2 separate regions of the Capra hircus genome follow, and region 1 is linked to region 2. A link is a contact called in public Hi-C data. All regions are on one chromosome and are shown on one strand. Each heading gives the region's core, a stretch centred on a gene start, on an enhancer-like site or on the middle of the called end of the contact. The rest is flanking DNA. Distances are from core to core; before and after follow the strand shown.

Region 1 (7,614 bases), core at 3,096-5,595, 64 kb after region 2:
GCTCCAAAGCCACTGACGCCTCCCTTTGCCTCGTCCCCTCCCAGAATCTCCGGCTTCCCTCTTGCTCATTTGTCTCCTCGCAGCTCCCAGCTGCAGCCTGAGCTACTGTGCTTGGGGGAGCTAGGAGGGACTTCTCAGACGCTTAGGCAGGAAAGGGGGCTCCACTGAGGCACTCCTTGTAACCACTTCCCTCTTTCAAATTTCTTCTCAACTGTTGGTATTTCTCTGGAAAAAAAAAAAAAAAGACTTTCTTGGTTCCTCTTCCAAAGCAGATAATGATAACACTCAACAGAGCCTCAGCTGGCTCTCACATCCTCCCTCCCTGCCTCCTTACCCATTTTACAGGAGAGGAAACTGAGGCTCTGACCCAGAAGGGACTTGCCCAAGGTCACACAGTTAGTAAACGACAGAGCTGGATTTTAAACTCAGGATCGATTGCCTGCAGAGCCTAACTTGTTCACTCCTACACCACCCTGTCTCATCACTGCCATTTTTTCCAATGAGAAAACAGATCCGCAGCAGGGGAAGGAGTTGTCCTGGGTCATCCGTGGAGGCCATGGCAGCTCTGGGGAAAAATCCAGCCTCCCTAGACTTCTTGGCTTGCTCCAGGGCCCTACTGTAGGCTTGCTCACCTGCCCTGCCCTCTGAGAACCTGCCCAGCAACAGCTGGTGATGGTCTGCCTCCACTAGGAGGAGGAAGGACCTACAGGGAACAAAGGTGTGGTTGCCTAAAGTCCTCCGGCTCCACCCACAGCTCCTGGGTGCCTGGGGGAGGGGACAGGGAGTCAGAGACGGAGGAATCCTCAGATCCCAGGTGGGAATCAGAATGCCAGGGAAAGGCCCCTCAGACTCCCTGGACCCTACTGAGAAACACCCTGGAGAGTAAGCTGGTGCAAATTCTCATTCCCCAGCCAGAATTCAGACTCCTGGCTCCCCACACCTGCTGTGTAGGAAGACCAAGAGCAGAAGGAATCCACGGAACCATCCCGTCACCCCTGGAAGACCTAGGGAGGCAGAGAAGGTGACAATGGGAGTCATCACCCCGGGCTGAGCCTGGGATGAGGAGATGCAAGGGGCAGAGGCGCTATGAGGGGTAGGCGGACAGATGGTTTGAGGGCTTGTTGATAAAGTGTGAGACCAAGTGAGCCTTGCCTGTGAATATGCCAGTCAACTCTACACACCTTTTACTGACTCTCAACTTCACACCACAGTCCCTGGATGGACTGAAATAGAACCGTTGTCCCTGCCTTCAAGAGATGGTCAGCCCAGTTGGGAGTAGGATTCAAAATAACCCTGCTTTCATTTACGATAAGAACCAAGGTATTAGAGCAGAGGTCCATTCAGTCTTACTCTGATACTCCCTCTCAACCCCAGTTTCCTCTTCATGCCAAGCAGTCCCCAGGTCCTGTAGAGTTTCTCTCCTAAATATCTTTCAGTCTAAGAGCCTCTACCTTTGTTCCTGTCCCTGCCCACCCTCTTCTCCTGCCCAGATCCCTGCAGTCATCCTAAACTGTGTCCCTACCTGCACTCTGGTCCCCATTCAATGCATTCTCCACAGTGTAGCCTGAGTCTTCTTTCAAAAACATGTCTGACCTGGTCCCTCCTCTGCTTGAAACTCTTCCAAGGCTCCCCACTCCCACTGAGTCAGTCACTCAGTGCCCTTTGTGAATGGGTCTCTGCTGTCTGGGCCTTCTCCATGCTTGACCCACACCAGTAGACCTCAATCAAGCACTCCACCTGCTCTCAGCTCACTTGTCCGGTCTCCCCCACCCCCTCATGCTCTCCGGCCTCCCTGCATTTGTCTTTCGCTCTACCTGGAAGGCCCTTCCTATAGGCACCTCACCTATCTTGAGAACTTCTACACAGCCTTCAGGGCCCTTTCAAATGGCATCTCCTCTGTGAAGCCTTCTCAGACTTCTTCAGGCCCTCTGGGAGCTCAGTAAGCATTTGTTAGTGATACTCACCAAAGGGATGTCTTGGCTCCAGTGGGCTCTGGCGCCGCCTAGGGGCCAAGGGGAAGAAGTGCCCACTGGGTCTGACTTGCTCCAGTCCTTTCTCTCCCTGACACTCCTTCACCAGCCAGCCACCATCTGCGGTGTCCTTGTCACAAAAGACAAAATTAAAAGACGCTTGCCCCTTGGAAGAAAAGCTATGACCAACCTAGATAGCGTATTAAAAAGCAGAGACATTGCTTTGCCAACAAAGGTCCATCTAATCAAAGCTCTGGTTTTTCCAGTAGTCAGGTATGGATGTGAGAGTTGGACTATAAAGAAAGCTGAGTGCCAAAGAATTAATGCTTTTGAACTGTGGTGTTGGAGAAGACTCTTGAGAGTCCCTTGGACTGCAAGGAGATCCAACCAGTCCATCCTAAAGGAAATCAGTCCTGAATATTTATTGGAATGACTGATGCTGAAGCTGAAACTCCAATACTTTGGCCACCTGATGCAAAGAACTGACTCATTTGAAAAGACCCTGATGCTGGGAAAGACTGAAGGCGAGAGGAGAAGGGGGCAACAGAGGATGAGATGGTTGGATGACAACACTGATTCAATGGACGTGAATTTGAGTAAACTCGGGGAGTTGGTGATGGACAGGGAGGCCTGGTGTGCTGCAGTCCATGGGGTCGCAAAGAGTCAGCCACGACTGAGCCACTGAACTGAACTGTCACAAAAGCCTGGGAGGGCTCAGCACTCAGGTAGGCACAGATGGTACCAGTCACTCAAAGTGGTCTTCCGGCTCAGCAGCTCCTGGCAGCTCCCAGGGCCTGGGGAAGAGGAGATGAGCTGATGGGGGCCCCTAAGTTATTTCCCAAGCCCCAGCCCACAGGCAATGGAAGAGGCCACGTGCTGGACTCCAGGAGCCCTCTCAATTCCTTTGGACCCCTGAAGAGGGGCTCTGGGTGTGGGGCTGGGCCACTCCTGCTGACCCAACAACACCCCAGCACCATCTGATTCCAGGTGCCTGGGCTCCAGCAAAGATGGCCTCAACCTTCCTGTCCCCACAGCAAGTTCACTGAATCTCCAGCCCCAAGAAAAGATGAATGTTGACTCTGAAGTCTGAGTACTCCCAAGGGAAGGCTCACGAACCACCAGAGGGGAGGGTGCCCAGGCCCTTCTCCTGATTCTCACCACTCCTCCCAGCTTTCCACCCCCACTGCATGTGTGCTAAGTCGCTTCAGTCGTGTCTGACTCTTTGTGACCCTGTGGATTGTAGCCTGCCAGGCTCTTCTGTCCATGGGATTCTCCAGTCAAGAATACTGGGGCGGGTTGTCCTCCAGGGGATCTTCCCGATCCAGGGATCGAACGTGCATCTCTTATGTCTCTGCAATGGAAGACAGGTTCTTTACCACTAGTGCCACCAGCTTTCTATCCCCTCTACAAGAGGTCAATCACGGCCAATTCCTGAGCAGCAGCCAAGCAGCCCCCTCTCTGGTCCAGGGACAGAGCAAAGAAAGAAGAGACCTCTAGCTCCACACAGTCCCCAGGCTCACCCTTGGGACCCATCTTGCCCAGTGATCCAGGCTGCCCTGACATCCCAGAAACAGAGAGATGCCTTACACCCTGCCCTATGTCAGGGGCCAGAAAGCAGTCAAGTCAGATCCCAGCTGCAGCCTTTCGTGGCTCCTGGCTCTGTGTACATGGGTGAATGACTGATCCTCTCTGAACCTCCCTTCCCCCACAGCCCAGCGAGATGGGGATGATACTACCTACCCCACAGGGTCAGTCTTAGGATGCTGGGCATCCAGCCTGGAGCCTGGCACACAAATGTTCCTTGCCCCTTCACCATGGTCTCTTAGCACAGACTGTAATTGCTGCCTCCGCAGGCCCCTGCCTGATCTCTGGCATCTCTTACCTTGAGGACCTGGTGCTCCCTTCTCCCCAGGACTTCCTGGGGTTCCAGGACAACTGGGCAAGAGGACAACTTTACTGGCTTCCAGTTTCCTGGGTTCTGCAGGGAGATACAGGGCCAGGTGGGCACAGGATGGGCATGGGGGTAGTGGGTATGTCTCTTCCAGATCCCTCTGCACTTTTCTTTCCATCCCCCAGATTCTAGCTGTCAGGTTTTTCATCATTTGCATCTATTTGCATACAGTGTGTGTGTGTGTGTGTGTGTGTGTGTGTGTGTGTAGCCCAGATTATCAAACTCCCACCCTACTCCTTGAGGCTAGTGAGCCTGGGTGGGAGAAGGATACCTAGGGAGAGGATGAGGATGGGATGGTGAGTGGGTGAGTGGGGAGGGTACCCTGGGCCCCTATCTGGGCAGCTGGGGTAGTCCTGGGTCCTCAGAGAGGCAGGCTCCCCAAACAAGAGGAGGAAAGGGGAAGGTGGGGTCCACAGAGGGCCCATCTTGCTGGGGCCCTGAGAAAAGATTCCAGGCTGGTGGGAGGACATGAAGCAAGACTTCCTCCCTTGTCTTTCCCCAGGGATACCCCACCCAGGCTGGAACCAGCAGAAGGTGGGGGCTTTTCCTCCTTCACCTTTGAGAGAATGGGCATTATTCCTGCCCGGTCCAACCAGGATGGAGTCCAACTTCTGATCCTGGCCACCAAGACTCTGCAGCCATCTCTTCAGACTTCTGCACTCACATAGGGTCTTTCTACTTTTGTTTCTTAGCTCATCTGGAACCCCCTCCTCGTCTCTCCCTGTGAAGCTCCCCGCTATGCATGAAGGTCCAGCTCTCATGTCATCTCCACTAGGAATTCTTCCCTGATCCTTGTCACCATATTGGGAATGACCACCGATACCATCTGGTGGGCACCTGCTGCCCACCCCCACCCCAAGTCATGCTGGGTGCTATTTGTATATCGCCTCCCATCCTTACACAGTCCCACTGATGGTTGTTATTAATATTATTGAAACTGGGTTATAGGCTGGTACATAGCAGGTGCCCCATTAATGTTCATTAAATGAATAAACAAGGAAAAACAGGCTCAGAGACAGGACATGATTTGTGTTCTCTCTGCCAGAGATTTTTCCCAAGCCCCTAACCATGCCCCCAACCAGAGAGAAGCATTGTTAGCAAGGTGACTTCATGCCCACCCTCAGGTCCACTGAAGAGTCCCTGGCAGAGGCTAGAAAACAGCTGCTAATATAGGCCATCACATGGGCAGACCATGCGGGGCAGGCATGCAGGCCAGTGAAGAAGAGGCAGCAGCCTTGGTCCAGATGCGAGGGGTGAGGTCTCAGCTGGAGAGGGACCTCTGGTGACAGAGGACAGGAAAACGTTGTTCATTCATTCACTCATCAAATCCTCCCTGAGGGCCTTCTCTATACCAGGCCCAGTTCTTGTGGGGGTAGAAAAGGCCAGGTTCATGAGAGTGTCAAGGAAGGTGGAGGCCAAGCTTGCCAGACAGGATGGATCCATGAGATGAACGCTGAGAAGCTCCAATTCCAGTTCTAGGAATATGTCCCCACCACACACACTCTGCTGCAGGTATGCCAAGATCTGAAGACAAGCCCGTTTATCATGATGCTGTTTACGATAAAACGGAAATAACCCAGTTGGACTTTGACAGGATGCAGGCAAATCAACCATCACCATCTGAATAAGTCATGGGGCAAATCTGATCTCTAACGAAAGGGGCAGCGTTGCAGAACAAAATGTAAAGCATGCTCCCACTTCGTTTTGTTTTTTTTTTTGTAATGAAAAACTTTAAAAAATAATTTTATTTTTGGCTGCGCTGGGTCTTCGTTGCGTTGTGCGGTCTTTACTTGCAGCGAGCATGGGTCTCTCATTGCAGTGGCTTCTCTAATTGCAAAGCACGGCCTCCAGGCATGCGGGTTTCAGTAGTTGTGGCATATGGGCTTAGCTGCTCTGAGGCCGGTAGAATCTTCTTGGACCAGGGATGGAACCCGCATGGCCTGCACTGCCAGGCGGATTCTTAACCCCTGCGCCACCAGAGAAGTCCCTCATTTTGTATTAAAAAAAAAACTAAGTGTGTGTAGGTATGTCTTTTGTAAATTCATAGAGAAAGGTGTGACCCATCCTGTTAAGCATAGTTATTTCTGGGGAGTGGGACACTGGGGAGAGTGATTCTCGTTCTTCATGTACATGAATGTCCGTGTAGTCCTTTTGCTCTTTGCAGGCATTTACTACATTTGAAAAAGAAAACATCCACTAGAGAAATGTCCTTAAGTGGGTGAAAAGCCAGGAGGAGGTGGAGCATTCTTTCCTTGGCCTGGGAGAGAACGGGCATCGTCCCAGCCAGGGGAGGGCAACCCAGGCAGGAGAAACCATGTGTACAGAGGCTTGAAGAAGAGAGAGCAAGGCAGGCTGGGTCACATGACCCAGATGCAGGGACCTGGAGGGGAGGCTGATGTCTGAGAGGAGGAGAGGTGTTGATAGAAGTGAGTCTGTGCAGCAAGAAAGACACAGATGTGTATAACGGACTTTTGGACTCAGAGGGAGAGGGAGAGGGTGGGATGATTTGGGAGAATGGCATTCTAACATGTATACTATCATGTAAGAATCGAATCGCCAGTCTATGTCTGACGCAGGATACAGCATGCTTGGGGCTGGGGCATGGGGATGACCCAGAGAGATGTTATGGGGAGGGAGGTGGGAGGGGGTTCATGTTTGGGAACGCATGTAAGAATTAAAGATTTTAAAATTTAAATAAATAAATAAATAAAAATTTAAAAAAAAAAAAAGAAGTGAGTCTGTGGGGTGGTGGACTGTGTTTGGCATTGATGGGTAGGCAGGTGAGCCCTCTGAGAGGCCAAGAAGCAGCTGAAACTCCCTGTGGAGCCCAGGGGCCCTAAAGCCTTTCCCGCTGCAGCCAGAGATCCTGCAAGAAGAGGTGGCCTCAAGGGGAGGAAGAGATGCAGGCATTTGGGCAGCTGGAGGGGTGAATGGGTGCCCTGGAGTGAAGCAGACGGGGCACATGCCCCTGCTCTGAACCTGCCCTACATCCCACTGAGATGGAACACTGTTACTGGACTTTATAGACGAGGAAACCGAAGCCCAGAGCTGCTCCATTAACTTTCAGTCCCACAAGGCAGTCGGGTTCCACAGGCTAAACTCTTGCCCGTGACTCTCTACCGCCTCTCAGCTTTCTAGGACAATCATGGGACTAAATGAGACACTGATGCCAGACTCTCAGCCACACGCCTGGTTTCCAGCAAGTGCCCCATGGATAGGAGATGTTATTAGAGAAGACTTCTGGGCCCAGGGTTGAGGGGGTGAAGAGAGGGAGGTGGGCGTAAGTGATGCTTTCTAGGAGGGCCCATTCAAGGAAGGCCAGAAGTACCCTGGGGAGGGTCCCGGGGGTACCTCCACCTTGGCACAAGGGCAGAGATCCAATTTAGGAGCCAAAAAAAAAAAACTGGAGATGCCTCTGCAGAGGAGTTCTGAAGTTCTGTTCATTCTGGAGTCAGAAAAACCTGGATTAAATTCCCAGCCCTGCCCCCATTCCACTCTGCGTGATCTTAAGCAGGTGTGTTTCCCTTTCTGAGTCTCTGCACCCTTCTCTATAATGCAGTGGAGGAGGGGCTTAAACACATAACAACAAAAACTATTTTTCTGGCCAGGCCATGAGGCTAGTGGGATCTTAAAATTTCCCGACCTGGGATTGAACCCAGGCCCTGGCAGTGAAAGCGCCAAGTCTTAACCACT
Region 2 (7,671 bases), core at 1,152-3,651:
ACGGCGTGTCCAACGGCCTGCACCTTCACAGCAATGGCTTCCGGCTGCCAGAGACTAGGGGGCATGTCAGGTAAGGCCAGCCTGACTTGGGGCACAGAGGCTTCTGGAATGTGGCAGTGGTCCCCATGCCACCTCTGCCTGATGGGACTCCAGTCGTGCTCCAGCTGAAGCTCTGGTCTCTTGGTGCCAGTAGCTGGGGTCAGGACCCAGGGGCTAGCGCCTCTTAGCCCTGGGCTCCCTCCTAAAGGGTCCCGCACAGCCAGGCCTCCCCCGTTGTGTTTTCTGCATTCATAGCATCTTCAAGCCTCTTGCACTGCCAGGCCCTGAGCTCAGCTTTTGATACAGAGGTGCCCAGGTCCTCTAGCCCTTGAGAGAAACCTCTCTATAGAGAGATCCATGGGCGGGACTTGGACGGTGACAAAGTTCAGCTCAGCATGGAGGCCGGAGGTGTCAGCTACTTTCATGCCTAGTTTGATGAAGAATTCCTTTAAACCTGTCTAGGACAACTTCATTTCTGCCTGTCTGTTTTTTTTCACTGGCACAAAGCATCTGGAATTGTGGCTATTGACCTGCCACAGTTACCCAAGCCAAGGGTGGGAGTGGCATCCTCTTTCATATGACAGTGCAGATCTCAGGGACCAAGAAAACCTGGGAGGCCTCCAGGCAGGGCCACAGACATCCTGAGGGGCTGCTCTGACCTTCCTTGGTTGGCCTGACACTCTGCTTCCCCCGTAGCCCCCAGGTAGAGCTGCCCCCATACCTGGAGCGGGTGAAACAGCAAGCCAATGAGGCTTTTGCTTGCCAGCAGTGGACCCAGGCCATTCAGCTTTACAGCAAGGCCGTGCAGAGGGCCCCTCACAACGCCATGCTCTATGGGAACCGAGCTGCTGCCTACATGAAGCGCAAGTGGTGAGTGGGCCTGATGGAACCAAGTTGCTGAGGCATCCAGGGACAGTAGCAGTGGCATCCTGCTGCCCCTCAGGGCATGTTAGGCCCAGGCCTCTCACCCATTCCTGGTTGGTGGTGGGCAGGTGCCTGACCTGTTAGTCAGGAAGCTTCAAACACCAGGAGAGCTCACAGTTAAGTGGAACATGTTCACAAGTAGCTTCAGCATGTTAATGCTGTGGTTGCTGGAAGTAGGAATTGGGAGAGTGGTTAATCCCAGTCCTTGGAGAATTGGGCCTTGAATCGGACTTTTAAAGGGGCAGTAGAATCTTGCTAGATGGAAATGAGGCCCTGGTGAATTCAGTTGCTGTCTGTTTGAAGTGATTGTGCAGCGCCTTGACCTTGGAGTTTGCTGTCCTATGCTCTTGGACCCTTTGGACCAAGCACAAGCAGGATCCTAGACATCTGAAGCTGGCTGTGGGTCTTGCTGTGTGGTAATGGCCAGTGGTAAGGGAACAGGTCCATATCCTGAAGAACCCTTTATCTTTGAAGACCACCAGGGCCCCCAGCCCTTCCGCCTACAGCACCAGCAGGCAAGCAGGCAGGCAGACCCCATCCCCCAGCCAGGGCCAGGATGGGAGATGGATAAAGCTGGGCCCACAGCCATTTCTGCTCCGTCTGGCATCCGTCGGCTCTGCCCAGACAGACAGGCCAGCTGGTGTGCCATCGTCTGGCTGCAACTCGGCAGGCCAGAGAGGGAAGCTTAAGAAACCCACCCAAGTCAGCAGGCTGGTGGATGGGGGTTTGGGAAGATGCTGCCCCCACAGGCCTTAGCTCAGACATCAGGAGTTGGCCACGGGCTCAGATGGCAGCCAGCCCCAGGAGATGACAGTTGGGGGCCCTCCTGGGGTGTTTTGCCCCTCTTTTCCAGCAGGTGGGTAGAATGCAGTGGTCTTCATGCAGGCTGTAGGCTGAGCACACTCTCCTGCATTTTTGCTGAGAAGGACTGATGATTTCCCAGTCCACAGTACCCTTAACATCTTCTCTGAATCCCTACTATGCGCTGAGAACTAGAGACACAAAGTTCTGTCCCTCCGAGTTCCTGTGCTCCAGAGCGCACAGCCTCTGGACAGGGGATAAAGAGGTGGGCATGGTCCATCACCGAAGAGGCAGGAAGCAGTGAGTCTTTGAAGGGTCAGGTGAAGTGCCATGGGCAGAGGAAAAGTCGGGTCACTGTACCTGGGGATCAGGGAGCACCGGGAAGACATGGTGTCTGCTTTCAGTGTGGGCAGGCTTAGACAGGAGAGGAAAGGGGGGAGGGGACTGTGGGGGAAGGACATTCCCAGGGAGATGAAACAGTGTGAACAAAGGCGTGGGGGTGGGGGACTGACTGAAGAGCTTGTTTGCAGAACAACAAATCCATTTGGCTGGAGCAGAGGGTTCGGGAAGGGACTGGCAGGAGATGAGTCTGTGAGGTAGCCTGGGGCCAGCCTGGGAAGGACTTGGAATGCAGAGCGGTGGCGTTTTGGCCTCGATTCAGTGGATGATGGGCAGCTACTGAAGAGTTTCGAGCAGCAGAGGGAGGTGTTGAGGGCTGTCTTTTCAGGGAGATTGAGCTGGCAGCAAGTCCGGATGGGTGCGCCCTGGGGCCAGCTTGCTCTCTCCCCATCCCCACGTGCCTGCCAGTGACCCTTAGAATGTCACGTTCTGTCCCAGGCCAGTCTCCCCAGGGCGGCCATCTGCTCCTGGATGCGGTGGGAGCTGTCGCCCTCTGGCTCCTGGCTGCTTTCTGGTCTGGCTCTCCCCGGGAGTTCTGAGGGGCACCTTGCAGGCGGTAATTGGGTTTCCGAAGCGCGCCTGCTCCTCCGTCACAGCCACTCGTTCTGACGCAGCTGCGCCGTCGGGACACTCTGTCTCCCGCCCGCCTCCGCACTGCCAAGACTCTTGTCCCTGCTCTGAGCACTGGCGCTCCCTCTGGGTGCTGTAGGAGGGAGGGTCAGGAGCACAGCTCCAGCGTCAGACCTGCCCTGGCCCCCGCGCACAGGGGTTGTGAGCTGCGCCTTGGTGGGGAGGCCATGGGGGGGGGGGGGCGGTTGGCGGCGTGCTTCTTAACGCAAGTGGGTCCTAGGCCCGCCTCACCCCAGCAGAGGGGAAAAACAGAGAAGTGGATCCCGTGAGGACACCTGGCTCTCCAGTTGAGAGGTGGGGCTGTCTGTGGACCTGGGCAGATGTGTATTCTATACTCCTGCACAGGGTGGGAGGAGGAGGGGCTTCTTCTCTGACCCTCCCCACCCCGCGAAACTATTCCCACTTCCCCACATCCATGCTTCGGGAGTTTGGAGAAGTTAGTGTGGACGATTTGCAGCTCCTGTGGCCTATGCCTGCCCCCACTCCCGCCATCCACTTCCAGAGAAGTGACTCTGCCAGACTGTCAGGCCCCATCCTCCAGCCCCGGGAGGTAGAGGCCACAGCTGCTGTGGATCAGTCAGCCAGGACAGAGGGGGCCTGGCTGAGGACTTGCTGCCTGCTGGTCAGCAGCCTGAATCCCCAGCCTGACACTTCTGGCTTCCCCGGACCACAGAACTGTCCTTGAGGGCCCCCTGCCTCAGACCTGGCTTTGAAGGCCAGCCGGGGGGATCTGAGGAGGTGGGTGGAGGAAAAGAGAAGGAGGGCCTGGGAGCCTGAGGCGGGCAAGATGCCAGGCCTTCTGCTGCAGGGCTGCGGGTGCCTGGGGTGAGCGGGTGCACAGTTGCACTCTGTGTCCAGCAGAGGGCAACCCGACACTGGTTTTTGCCTTATGCCCACCCTCTACCTGCCAAGACTCCAGGGTTCCTGGCTTTCCTCCTAAACATACTCTGCCTCCTAGAGAGCAAGTCCTGGGCTGAACCAGGATTCTGTTCATCCCCAAATACCCTTGCCCTGAGATCGCTCAAAGGTGGGCTGGGGTGGCCACAGGAAGCGACAAGACTGAATGGGGACTCCCTACCTGCCATGGGGCCCCACCTCCAAAGCACACTCCCCTGCCTTCCCAGGGATGGTGACCACTACGATGCCCTGAGGGACTGCCTCAAGGCCATCTCCCTAAATCCATGCCACCTGAAGGCGCACTTCCGCCTGGCCCGATGCCTCTTTGAGCTCAAGTACGTGGCTGAGGCCCTAGAGTGCCTGGATGATTTCAAAGGGAAGTTCCCGGAGCAGGCCCATAGCAGCGCCTGTGACGCATTGGGACGTGACATCACGGCCGCCCTCTTCTCCAAAAATGACGGTGGTGAGTAGAGTGCGCACTGAGGAGGGGTTGCTGTCACTCTGTCTGTTGGAGATGCTGCGTGACATTCTGGAGAGGACGTAAGTCCTGAGACTGGAGAGGCCTGGGCTCACACTGATTGAGAACCACGTGACCCTGAGACAGTCACTTGGTCTCTTCGAGACAAGGATTAGCAATAGCGTGTTTAAGGCACCTGGTGTGGTTCCCCCGGGGCTCAGGATAGGAGTCGGCTGAGCTAGGTCATCCTCTCCTGTCATAGACAGGGCCTTGGCCGTTCCGTTGGGATCCGAGCTCCAGCTAGTTGGCTAGAGTGCACTTGCTCCAGATTGCATGGGTGCAGGAGAGACAGCCCACAGGGCAGTGGTAAGGCCCCAGGCACAGGGATGGAGCCTCAGTTCCAGTCTCAGCTCTGCCATGTGGAACCATGAGACTGGGCAGAGCACAGCCTCTCTGAACCTGCTGGCTTATTTGTACAGCATGTTGAAGGGCCTGCCCTGCTCCTCTGGGTAGCGCTGGAGAGTGAGCCAGGTAACTGTGCAGTCTGTAAACATGAGAGGGGAGCTCACTGGGGGCAGACATGCAGCTTCCTCTTCTGCTCTGCAGCGTATTGGACCATGGATTGATCCATCTGTCTGGATAGTGCCAGGCACTGTGCTATGTCCTGGGAATACATCTGGGAACAAGTCAGATAGAATTTCTATTCAAGAATTTATAGCCTGGGAAGGACCCTAGCGATGAAGGAGAAGCAAAGAAGGCCCCGGGGGCTTGATAGGGTGTGAGTGCAGGGGAGGGGTTGAAGGCAGCCTGGGGTTTGTGAGGGAGACGTTCAGGCAGAGATCTTGAAGCTGGGGAAGAGGTGACTAGGCAGAGTGTCGCCAGAGGTGAAGCGTCTGGCAGAGGGGCCAGCGCGTGCCAAGGCCTTGAGGCAGGCAGGGACAAGGCACTGAGAGAGCTGGTGTGACTTTACTGAGGCGCGTATGCGGCCACCGGGACCCAGGCTGACTTGTCTTCCGGGGCGGGAGGGCTAGAAAAATCACCCGCTCAAGGCTCTCTTGGCAGCGCTTTGCCCTCCCCTCCCCGCCGCTCACCTCCACAGCAACAGACCTTAGGGCCGGGCATCCTCGGGGCTTCCAGACATTATTCAGGGACCTAAGCCAAGGCCATCCTGGCATCAGCGATCTCCTCTTGAACACCCTCAAGGGCAGGATGCACAGATGCCTCTTTTCCACAGTTGTTCCCAGTTTTCCAGGGTAGTGGGAGAGGGACAGCCCTTCATGGCTTACTACTTGGAGGGAGAACGGGGTGAAGGATGGGGAGGAAACAGGGAGGCGGGGGGAGGTGGGGAGAGATGGGCAGGACTCTCACGGTCCCTGTTCTCTGCCCCAGAGGAGAAGAAGGGAGCCGGCGGTGGCGGCGGCCCCGTCCGCCTCCGAAGCATGAGCCGTAAGGACTCCATCTCCGAGGACGAGATGGTGCTGCGGGAGCGAAGCTACGACTACCAGTTCCGCTACTGTGGCCACTGCAACACCACCACAGATATCAAGGAGGCCAATTTCTTTGGCAGGTCCGAGGCCCTGAGGAGGAGGAGGAGGGCCCAGCCCAGTTGGCAGCAGGAGGTTGAGGGTGGCGTGGGGACCTAGGCTTTCAGAAGTCTCAAATCCCAGCTCTGTGCCCTTGGGCAGATGGCTTCACCTCTGTGAGCCACCATCCCCCCCAGCCCTCCTCTGTAGATGACATACTCTTTTGGGTAGGTGAGATCCATGAATATGAATCAAGCATCTCCAGCAAGATCCCTTCTAAATATCAGCAGTGTGTTGGGGGCAGGTGTGCTGTAGGGTCTGGGGGTCTGGATCCAGAGAGGCTAGGACTACTGAGGAAAAGCTGAGGCAGGAGCATTCCCAGAGACCCCCGAGAGGCAGGATCCGATCCTGGCACCCAGGGGGCTTACGATGCACTTTGAGGGAGAGTAAGTCAGAGGGACCTCGGCCGTCTGTGACCCCAAGGTTAGGAGAACAGCTGGACAGTGACACGACTCTCCAGTGTGGAGAGGATGCTCGTGTGCGTGGGAGTTCCGAGTCGGGTGAAGACCCCAGAGTTCGGGGGGCTGAGTGGCTCCAGGCTTCCCTGCCACCCCCTTTCCCTCAGCCATGCAGCCTGTGGGCCATACCCCCACCTGACCTCCCTGCTCTTTGCCCCCCCCTCCCCCGCCAGCAACGCCCAGTATATCGTCAGCGGCTCTGACGATGGCTCCTTCTTCGTCTGGGAAAAGGAGACCACCAACCTGGTCCGCGTGCTGCAGGGCGACGAATCCATCGTCAACTGCCTGCAGCCACACCCCAGCTACTGCTTCCTGGCCACCAGTGGCATCGACCCTGTTGTGCGGCTCTGGAACCCCCGGCCGGAGGTGAGGGGGCGGGCAGGGTGGCAGAAGCCAGGCTGGGAGGAAAGAAGGCGGGACGCTCTGCAAGGCCTCCAGCTGAGCTTGTGTGGGGCGGGATGGGAAAGGAGTCACAGCCTCACGGAGGCAAGGGGCTGCCAGGGGAGGAGCTCTCTCCCCAGGGGTCCAAGCTGCGTCAGGGCAGGAGCCAGCGAGTTCTGAAAGCTCCAGATGAAGCGGGCAAGTCCAGGGGCATATCCGTGAGCCAGGTGTGAAGGTGAGCCTCACACCCGGGAGGCAGTGGCCCAGTAACTGGGGCCGGGTGTGGGAGGGCAGGGAGGGCTCCCGCCAGGGCACCCGCTCCACCCCAACACCAGCTCCCAGGTCAGCACCTCCCTTGGTGCCCTGCCCCTCGTGTCCCTCTGCGTCATGTCCCCCAGAAGCCCTGCAGAGGCCAGTGCCTCAGGCACCCGGGCAGCACGTAGGCTTTGTAGTCTGATGGCCCTTAGTTTGAATCCTGGTCCCTTTACTTAGACCTGAGGGACACAACCCAGGTTTTTATCATCTCTATATTGGAATGGGCATGACAGCACCACCTCAGAAGGTTGCTTTGAGGATTAAAGAAGTGATGCCTGTGATGCGTCTGGTCCACAGGGACACAGGGATGGTGTGGGCAGTCAGGTGGGCTGGCCTGAGGCCTCCCCTGCTCTCTGCCCACCTCCTCCCACTTCCCAGCTGGTAAAACAGAAGTCAAGAGGTGGATCTAACTCCAGAGGCAATTTCCTATACATTTTAAGACTTTTCCTTGAGGGATGAGTGGCAGCAAAGGAACGGGGTGGGGGAGCTGTGTCTGCACCCCACCAGGGTATGGCATCTGTGCCCCGCACATCCTGGGGCGAGGCTGCCCTCACCCATGTCCATGCACCACCCCCCCCCACATGCTGTGTCCTCAGCACTTTGCAGTGTGGGGCCCACCAGAAGACGCTCTGCTGTGTGTACCCTCCGGGATAGATCCCACTGTGTGTGACCATGTGCCCCCATCCCCAGTGTAGTGCGTCATCCCCCTCACGTGCATCTTGGTGGCTGTCTGTCCATCCGTCCACATACAGCCCAGACACGTTTCCCTTGCATCTGGGCACCCATG

The links. Hi-C and Micro-C count contacts between places; a contact is called where the count stands out from the background.
Region 1: a Hi-C map of blood shows a contact between it and region 2, with 7 times the contacts expected there. The contact joins the promoter of FCN3 here to the enhancer-like site in region 2. A contact is called at or near these places in 2 of 5 Hi-C or Micro-C datasets (both in blood).

Annotation. Positions count from the first base shown.
Region 1 is chr2:10,052,130-10,059,743 of ARS1.2, forward strand. It overlaps FCN3 (ficolin-3), which reads right to left and starts at 4,346. Exons shown (of 10, transcript XM_018066283.1): 1 at 4,243-4,346; 2 at 3,853-3,941; 3 at 3,476-3,526; 4 at 2,989-3,018; 5 at 2,669-2,764; 6 at 2,077-2,129; 7 at 875-1,004; 8 at 732-765; 9 at 637-730. The coding sequence starts at 4,346.
Region 2 is chr2:9,990,435-9,998,105 of ARS1.2, forward strand. WDTC1 (WD and tetratricopeptide repeats protein 1) reads left to right here. Exons shown (of 16, transcript XM_018056645.1): 11 at 1-70; 12 at 736-909; 13 at 3,918-4,153; 14 at 5,537-5,714; 15 at 6,362-6,554. Among named protein-coding and RNA genes, the nearest start is that of TMEM222, 19 kb to the right of the region's middle. Within about 2 kb of position 2,402, at least 4 of the 5 cell types and tissues checked have an H3K27ac peak or open chromatin away from gene starts, as enhancers often do.